Regions from separate parts of the Pan troglodytes genome. Here region 2 is linked to region 1. The links are chromatin contacts, called in public Hi-C maps. All regions are on one chromosome and are shown on one strand. Each heading gives the region's core, a stretch centred on a gene start, on an enhancer-like site or on the middle of the called end of the contact. The rest is flanking DNA. Distances are from core to core; before and after follow the strand shown. Region 1 has its middle 63 kb from the start of CRYBB1. Region 2 has its middle 140 kb from the start of CRYBB1.

What was found. Hi-C and Micro-C count contacts between places; a contact is called where the count stands out from the background.
Region 2: a contact with region 1 is called in a Hi-C map of stem cell-derived neural progenitor cells, with 5 times the contacts expected there. The contact joins two enhancer-like sites. A contact is called at or near these places in 4 of 7 Hi-C or Micro-C datasets (blood, induced pluripotent stem cells and stem cell-derived neural progenitor cells) and 1 of 1 other capture datasets (stem cell-derived neural stem cells).

What each region holds. Positions count from the first base shown.
Region 1 is chr23:28,844,149-28,847,238 of NHGRI_mPanTro3-v2.0_pri, forward strand. No RefSeq gene overlaps it. Among named protein-coding and RNA genes, the nearest start is that of CRYBB1, 63 kb to the left of the region's middle. Within about 2 kb of position 1,348, at least 5 of the 24 cell types and tissues checked have an H3K27ac peak or open chromatin away from gene starts, as enhancers often do. A contact at or near this core is called in stem cell-derived neural progenitor cells and stem cell-derived neural stem cells, where this site is marked.
Region 2 is chr23:28,919,399-28,922,130 of NHGRI_mPanTro3-v2.0_pri, forward strand. No RefSeq gene overlaps it. Among named protein-coding and RNA genes, the nearest start is that of CRYBB1, 140 kb to the left of the region's middle. Within about 2 kb of position 1,408, at least 11 of the 24 cell types and tissues checked have an H3K27ac peak or open chromatin away from gene starts, as enhancers often do. A contact at or near this core is called in stem cell-derived neural progenitor cells and stem cell-derived neural stem cells, where this site is marked.

The DNA.
Region 1 (3,090 bases), core at 98-2,597:
TTACCACCCCCATTTTATAGGAGGAGGCACTGAAGCTTAGAGAGGTGAAGAAACTCACCCAAAGACACATGGTTGGAGGATGGAGAAACCTGGATTCAAGGTGGTCACCACACCCATGGGGCTGCATCACCCCAAAATGCTGACTCCATCTTGTGGGATCGAACCCAGTTACTCTTTCTATGCTGGTTTCTCTCCTGTCACTCCTTCTCCCTGCAGGGTGTTCATTGCCCTCGGGGATCTGAGCACAGTTTGTGATTTCATATTTATTGGCTCATTGACTGCTCCCCTGACTGTGAGCACCACAAGGGCAGGGGCAATGCCTGCCTGCTTCACAGCTGTACCCTGGGTACCCAGTACTGCACTTGGCACAGAGTTGGGAGTCAACGACATTTTATTGAATGAATGAAACAAGAGCCAGTTGGGCTTTTCTAGTGGGTGGTGTCCAGGCAAATTAGGGAGTAGCCAGATCCACCCCTTACTGGTTATGTGACTTAGGGCTGATGACTTCACCTGTTTGAGCCTCAGTTTCTCCATCTGTAAAATGAGAATAACTGTGTTCCTTTCTTTTTCTTTTTCTTTTCTTTTCTTTTTTTTTTTTTTTGAGACGGAGTTTCACTCTGTTGTCCAGGCTGGAGTGCAATGGTGCGATCTCAGCTCACCGCAACCTGCACCTCCCGGGTTCAAGTGATTCTCCTGCCTCAGCCTCCCGAGTAGCTGGGATTACAGGTGTGCGCCACCATGCCCAGCTAATTTTGTATTTTTAGTAGAGATGGGGTTTCTCCATGTTGGTGAGGCTGGTTTCGAAATACCAATCTCAGGTGATCCGCCCACCTTGGCCTCCCAAAGTGCTGGGATTACAGGCATGAGCCATTGCGCCCAGCCCAACTGTGTCCCTTTCAATGAAGCTACCCGGATTTGGCAAGAGAGCATATGCAACGTGTCCGCATGTGATGGGCTCTCAATTCCTGTTTCATGTGTTGATGGTTTCTTTTGGCCTTGGGCAGGTATGGCAGGCCAACAGGGTCGGGGGAAGGCAGAGTGGCCTGAGGATTAGACGGGGGAGCAACAGGACCAAGTCATGGAGCAAGCTGGCCAGCAGCTCTGGCCTCTTTATCCTCTGAGCCTGCCTGTGGTGAGCACTCAAGAAGCCACAGTCATGGCGGCCCAGTCCCTACAGTCATCTCTTGCCTGGCCCATGGCCTATAAACAGATCCTCCCCTGCAAAGCACCCACAACAGCGGCGTAGCCATGTAGCCAGGGGGACAGAGACCCCTGTGGGGAGCTGGTGCTGTTCAGCCTGAAACACTAGCGATTTCCTAATCTTCACTCAAGAGGCCTCTCCTGTGTGAAGGAGGCTTCCTCCCAGAGGAAAGCTCTGGAATGTAAGGAATGTGCCAGAGCCTCCAGCCCAGGCCCCAGGAAAGAGAACATCTTGGAGGCACAGGGCTGAGGGGGCATTTTCCCAGCCATCTCAGGGACGCCAGGCCACCGGGGAGCTCATACCAGACATCACCTTCTGGCACTGGGGTCAGGCCTCAACTGCCTTTACGCTTTCCCAGGTTCTCAGGCTGGAATGACGGAGGCCCCGTGGACTCTCACGGTCTTTGATTTCAGCCTCTCGCCCAGCACCTGCACCCCTGGATCTGGGGCCAGACCCTGTACTGGGCACTGAAGTACAGAGAAAAATGAAGCTGGCTCTTGTCTGAGCCAACTGGAGGTGGGACAGATCCAGTGTCAAGTCTGGATTCCCATACTGTGTCACCTTGGACAAGTCACGTCAGCTCTCTGAGCCTCTATATCCCCATTTATAAAATGGGGGTAACACTAGGATCTTCTTTCTAGGATGGTCACAAGGGTGAAAGGCCCCCATGTTCCTGGTACCATAAACAGAAATTATTATTGTTACAAAAATGGCTGTAACAATATCTCCCATCCCACGTGCGCCTCTTATAATGTGACTTTGACCCTTCTCCCCTTGACTCTGGGTGGTTTGTGACTTCGGTGGAAGTGATGCCATGTGACTTCCAAAGCTAGTTCATAAAACGCGGGAGGGGAATACTCACTCTTGGAACCCAGCCACCATGGTGTGAAGAAGCCCAAGCAGCTTGAAGAGGCTCACGTGGAGAGGAACCAAGGCTCTCACCCACAGCCTTGGCTGAGCTCCTGGCAATCCTATGGATGAACCATTTTGAAGGTGGGTCATCCAGCTCTAGTTGAGTCACTGCAGTGGATACTGCATGGAGCAGAGACAAACTGTCCACACCAAGCCATGCTCCAATTGCAGGTTACTGAGCAAAATGATGGTAGTTTTAAGCCTCTAGGTCTTGGAGAGGTTCATTATGCAGCAATAAACAAGGATACAGTTCCTTTTAAGAAACAACTTTGCTTCTGTCTCAGCTGATCTCAGGATCTTTTTTCCCCAAATCCTAGTCCCTTCCAGCATTTTCCATCTCAGGAAAGAGCCCCAGTCTCTCCGGTTGCTTGAAAAAGAAACCTGACAGTCATTTTTCTTTCCTTCCTCAATCTCTGTCACAGCCATTGTCCAAGTCCTGTCATCTTACCTCCTAAATCTCTCTCTTTTTTATTTTCTTTTTTTTTTAAGAAGGAGTCTTGCTCTTTCGCCCAGGCCTGACTGCAGTGGCGCTATCTCTATCTCGGCTCGCTGCAAGCTCTGCCTCCCGGGTTCACACCATTCTCCTGCCTCAGCCTCCCGAGTAGCTGGGACTACAGGTGCCCGCCACCACGCCCGGCTAATTTTTTGTATTTTTAGAAGAGACGGGGTTTCACTGTGTTAGCCAGGATGGTCTCGATCTCCTGACCTCATGATCCGCCCGCCTCAGCCTCCCAAAGTGTTGGGATTACAGGCGTGAGCCACCGCGCCCAGCCTTCTTTTTTTTTTTCTTTTGAGACAGTTTCACTCTGTCGCCCAGGCTGGAGTGCGGTGGCACCATCTCGGCTCACTGCAATCTCCGCCCCCTGGGTTCAACCAATTCTCCTGCCTCCCGCCACTATGCCTGGCTAATTTTTGTGTTTTTAGTGGAGACAGGGTTTCACCATGTTGGCTGGGCTTGTCTCGAACTCCTGACCTCA
Region 2 (2,732 bases), core at 158-2,657, 75 kb after region 1:
GGCAGAGCCCACCCTCATGGTCTTACCTTCTGGCTTTGCCACACCACATGATATAAGGTATTCTTCTCTGAGCCTTGAGCCATGTCTACATTCACCCATTCCACAAATGTTAGTTGAATGTCTCGTATGTGCCAGGCAGGCCAGGTAAGGAGGACTAATACGCTGCCTCTCCCTGCAGGTAGAAGACAGGTAGAGGCAGGGGTCTGAGATGGAATAGATGAGAGCTCCAAGGAAATGTGTGTTGGGATTACGATTTGGGAAGAAGAGCGTCAGAGAGAACCTTCAGGAGTCATTAGAGAGGGGAGGGTCATCCAGGAGCAGGACACAGAGCATACAAAGGCCTGGAGTCACATTAAACTTAGTGGCTGTTGGACTCCTTTTCTTTCCTAAACTCTGCAAATAGGGTGTGATCAGGGACATGGCAACTTTAACCCTGACCGGCTTTATATTCACTACCTATATCCTCTCACTTAATCTGCACAACAGTCCTGTAGTTATTGTTGTAAACGTGTAGGGATAGAGTCTTGCTTCTCTTATTTTACAGAAGCAGAGAGGTGGAATGCTGTGTCCAAAGGCACCCAGTTATCGGGTTGCCAGGTTTGCAAACACAAGCGCAAAAACACAGCATTCCCAGTTAAAAGTGAATTTCAGATGAATAACGAGTGATTTTTTTAAAAAAGATACATCTATCCCCTAGAGATCTTTGATATACTAAAAAATTATTTGCTACCCAGTTTTTGGTAACCTCACCCCATTTCGTTTCGTTTCCTTCCTTTCTTTCTTTTTTTCTTTAAGATGAAGTCTGGCTGTGTTACCCAGGCTAGAGTGCAGTGGCATAATCTCGGCTCACTGGAACCTCCGCCTCCCGGGTTCAAGCGATTCTCCTGTCTCAGCCTCCCAAGTAGCTGGGATTGCAGGCGCCCGCCACCAAGCCCAGCTAATTTTTGTATTTTAGTAGAGATGAGATTTCACCATGCTGGCCAGGCTGGTCTCGAACTCCTGACCTCAGGTGTGATTCGTCCTCCTTGGCCTCCCAAATTGTTGAGATTACAAGGCGCGAGCCACCGCGCCTGGCCCTCACCCCGTTTCTGAACCTCATTTAGCCTGTTTTTTTTTTTCCTTGAAAATAAAGGTGGTTGTAATTATGATCTGGATTTCTTGAGGGCCTACGACGCACCAGGCTCTGTGCTAAGTGTTCTACACAGAGTATCTTGAGCTTCCCACTAAAGGCAAGTCGCGGGGGGCCCACCTGCGCCCTCTGTGCCCGCCTGGTAGCCCGCAGTTCTGTAAACAGCCACGAGGTGTCGCCCTCGGCCCGTGGTACCCTGGCGGCGGGGGCGGCCGGGCGCGCGCGGCCCATTCATCACCGCGCGGCCGCGGCGCCCAGACAATGTGGGGAGCGGCCCTGGCCCGCGCCCGCGCGGCTGTCTGTACAAAGGATGCGCTGTTAACACGTGTACGGTAATGGGCTCCCTCACGGCCTCCTCCCCGGCCACCCGCTCCCAGCCTGACGGATGGCCCGAGCCATCCATCTACATCATGTCATGGGCGGTGAGCCTCCTCCTCCGTCCAGTCCGTCTGGCCGTCCAGGACCAGCCATGGCCTTGGCCGTGCGCCCTACTTGGGTAACCCCCATTCCCTTCCCCTCTGCGGAAGGAACCTCGTGCGGAGTGAGGCCTACTACGTGCTGGGCCCCAGCTGTGCTGTCTCCTTGATTTTCACGCAAGGCGATGTGGCTTATTAGCCCATCCTGCAGAGGAGGAAACTGAGACTTGGAGCTGGGAAACCTTTATTCTGAGAACACACAGCTCTGGGGTTTGATAGAGTTGGAATTTTTTTTTCTTACAGCTTTGTTGAGACTAGACTTCTCATACCATAGAATTCACACATGTAAAGTATACATTTCAATTTTTTTTTTGTATGTTCACATAGTTCTGCAACCATCACCACAATTCAGTTTTACAGCATTTTAGTAAATTCTCCCAAAGAAATCTATCTGTTAGCAATCCCTCCAGCCCTTGTCAATCATTAATCTACTCTCTATCTGTGTAGATTCTCGACATTTCATACAAACGAAATCATGTAACATGTGGCCTTCTGCGCCTGGCCTATTTCACTTAGTATAAGTTCAAGGTTCACCCATGTTGCAATGTGCATTAGTACTTCATTCCTTTTTATTGCAGAATAATATTCCATTGTATGGATATACCACATTTTATTGATTCATTTGCTCATTGTTTCCACTTTTTGGCTACTATGAATAATGCTGTGAAAAGGTTTTATGTGGATAGATATTTTCAATTTCCTTGCAGTGAAATTGCCAGATCGTATGGTAACATGGTATTTAACTGCTCAAATATCTGCCAGACTGTTTTCAGAGTGGCTGTACCATTTTACATTCCCACCAGCAGTGTATGAGGATTTGGGTTTCTCTGCATGCTTGCCAACATTTGCTACTATCTGCCTTTTTGATTCTAGCCACCCTAGGGGGTAGGAAGTGTATCTCATCGTGGTTTCGAGTTGCACTTCCCTGATGACCAAGGATGTCAGACATCTTTTAATTTGCTTACTGGCCATTCGTACATCTTCTTTGGAGAGAAATACTTATTCATATCCTTTGCTCATTTTTTAAAAAATGGGTTGATTGGCCAGGCACAGTGGCTCACGCCTGTAATCCCAGCACTTTGGGAGGCCAAGGTGGGCGGATCACCTGAGGTCAGGAGTTCAAGACC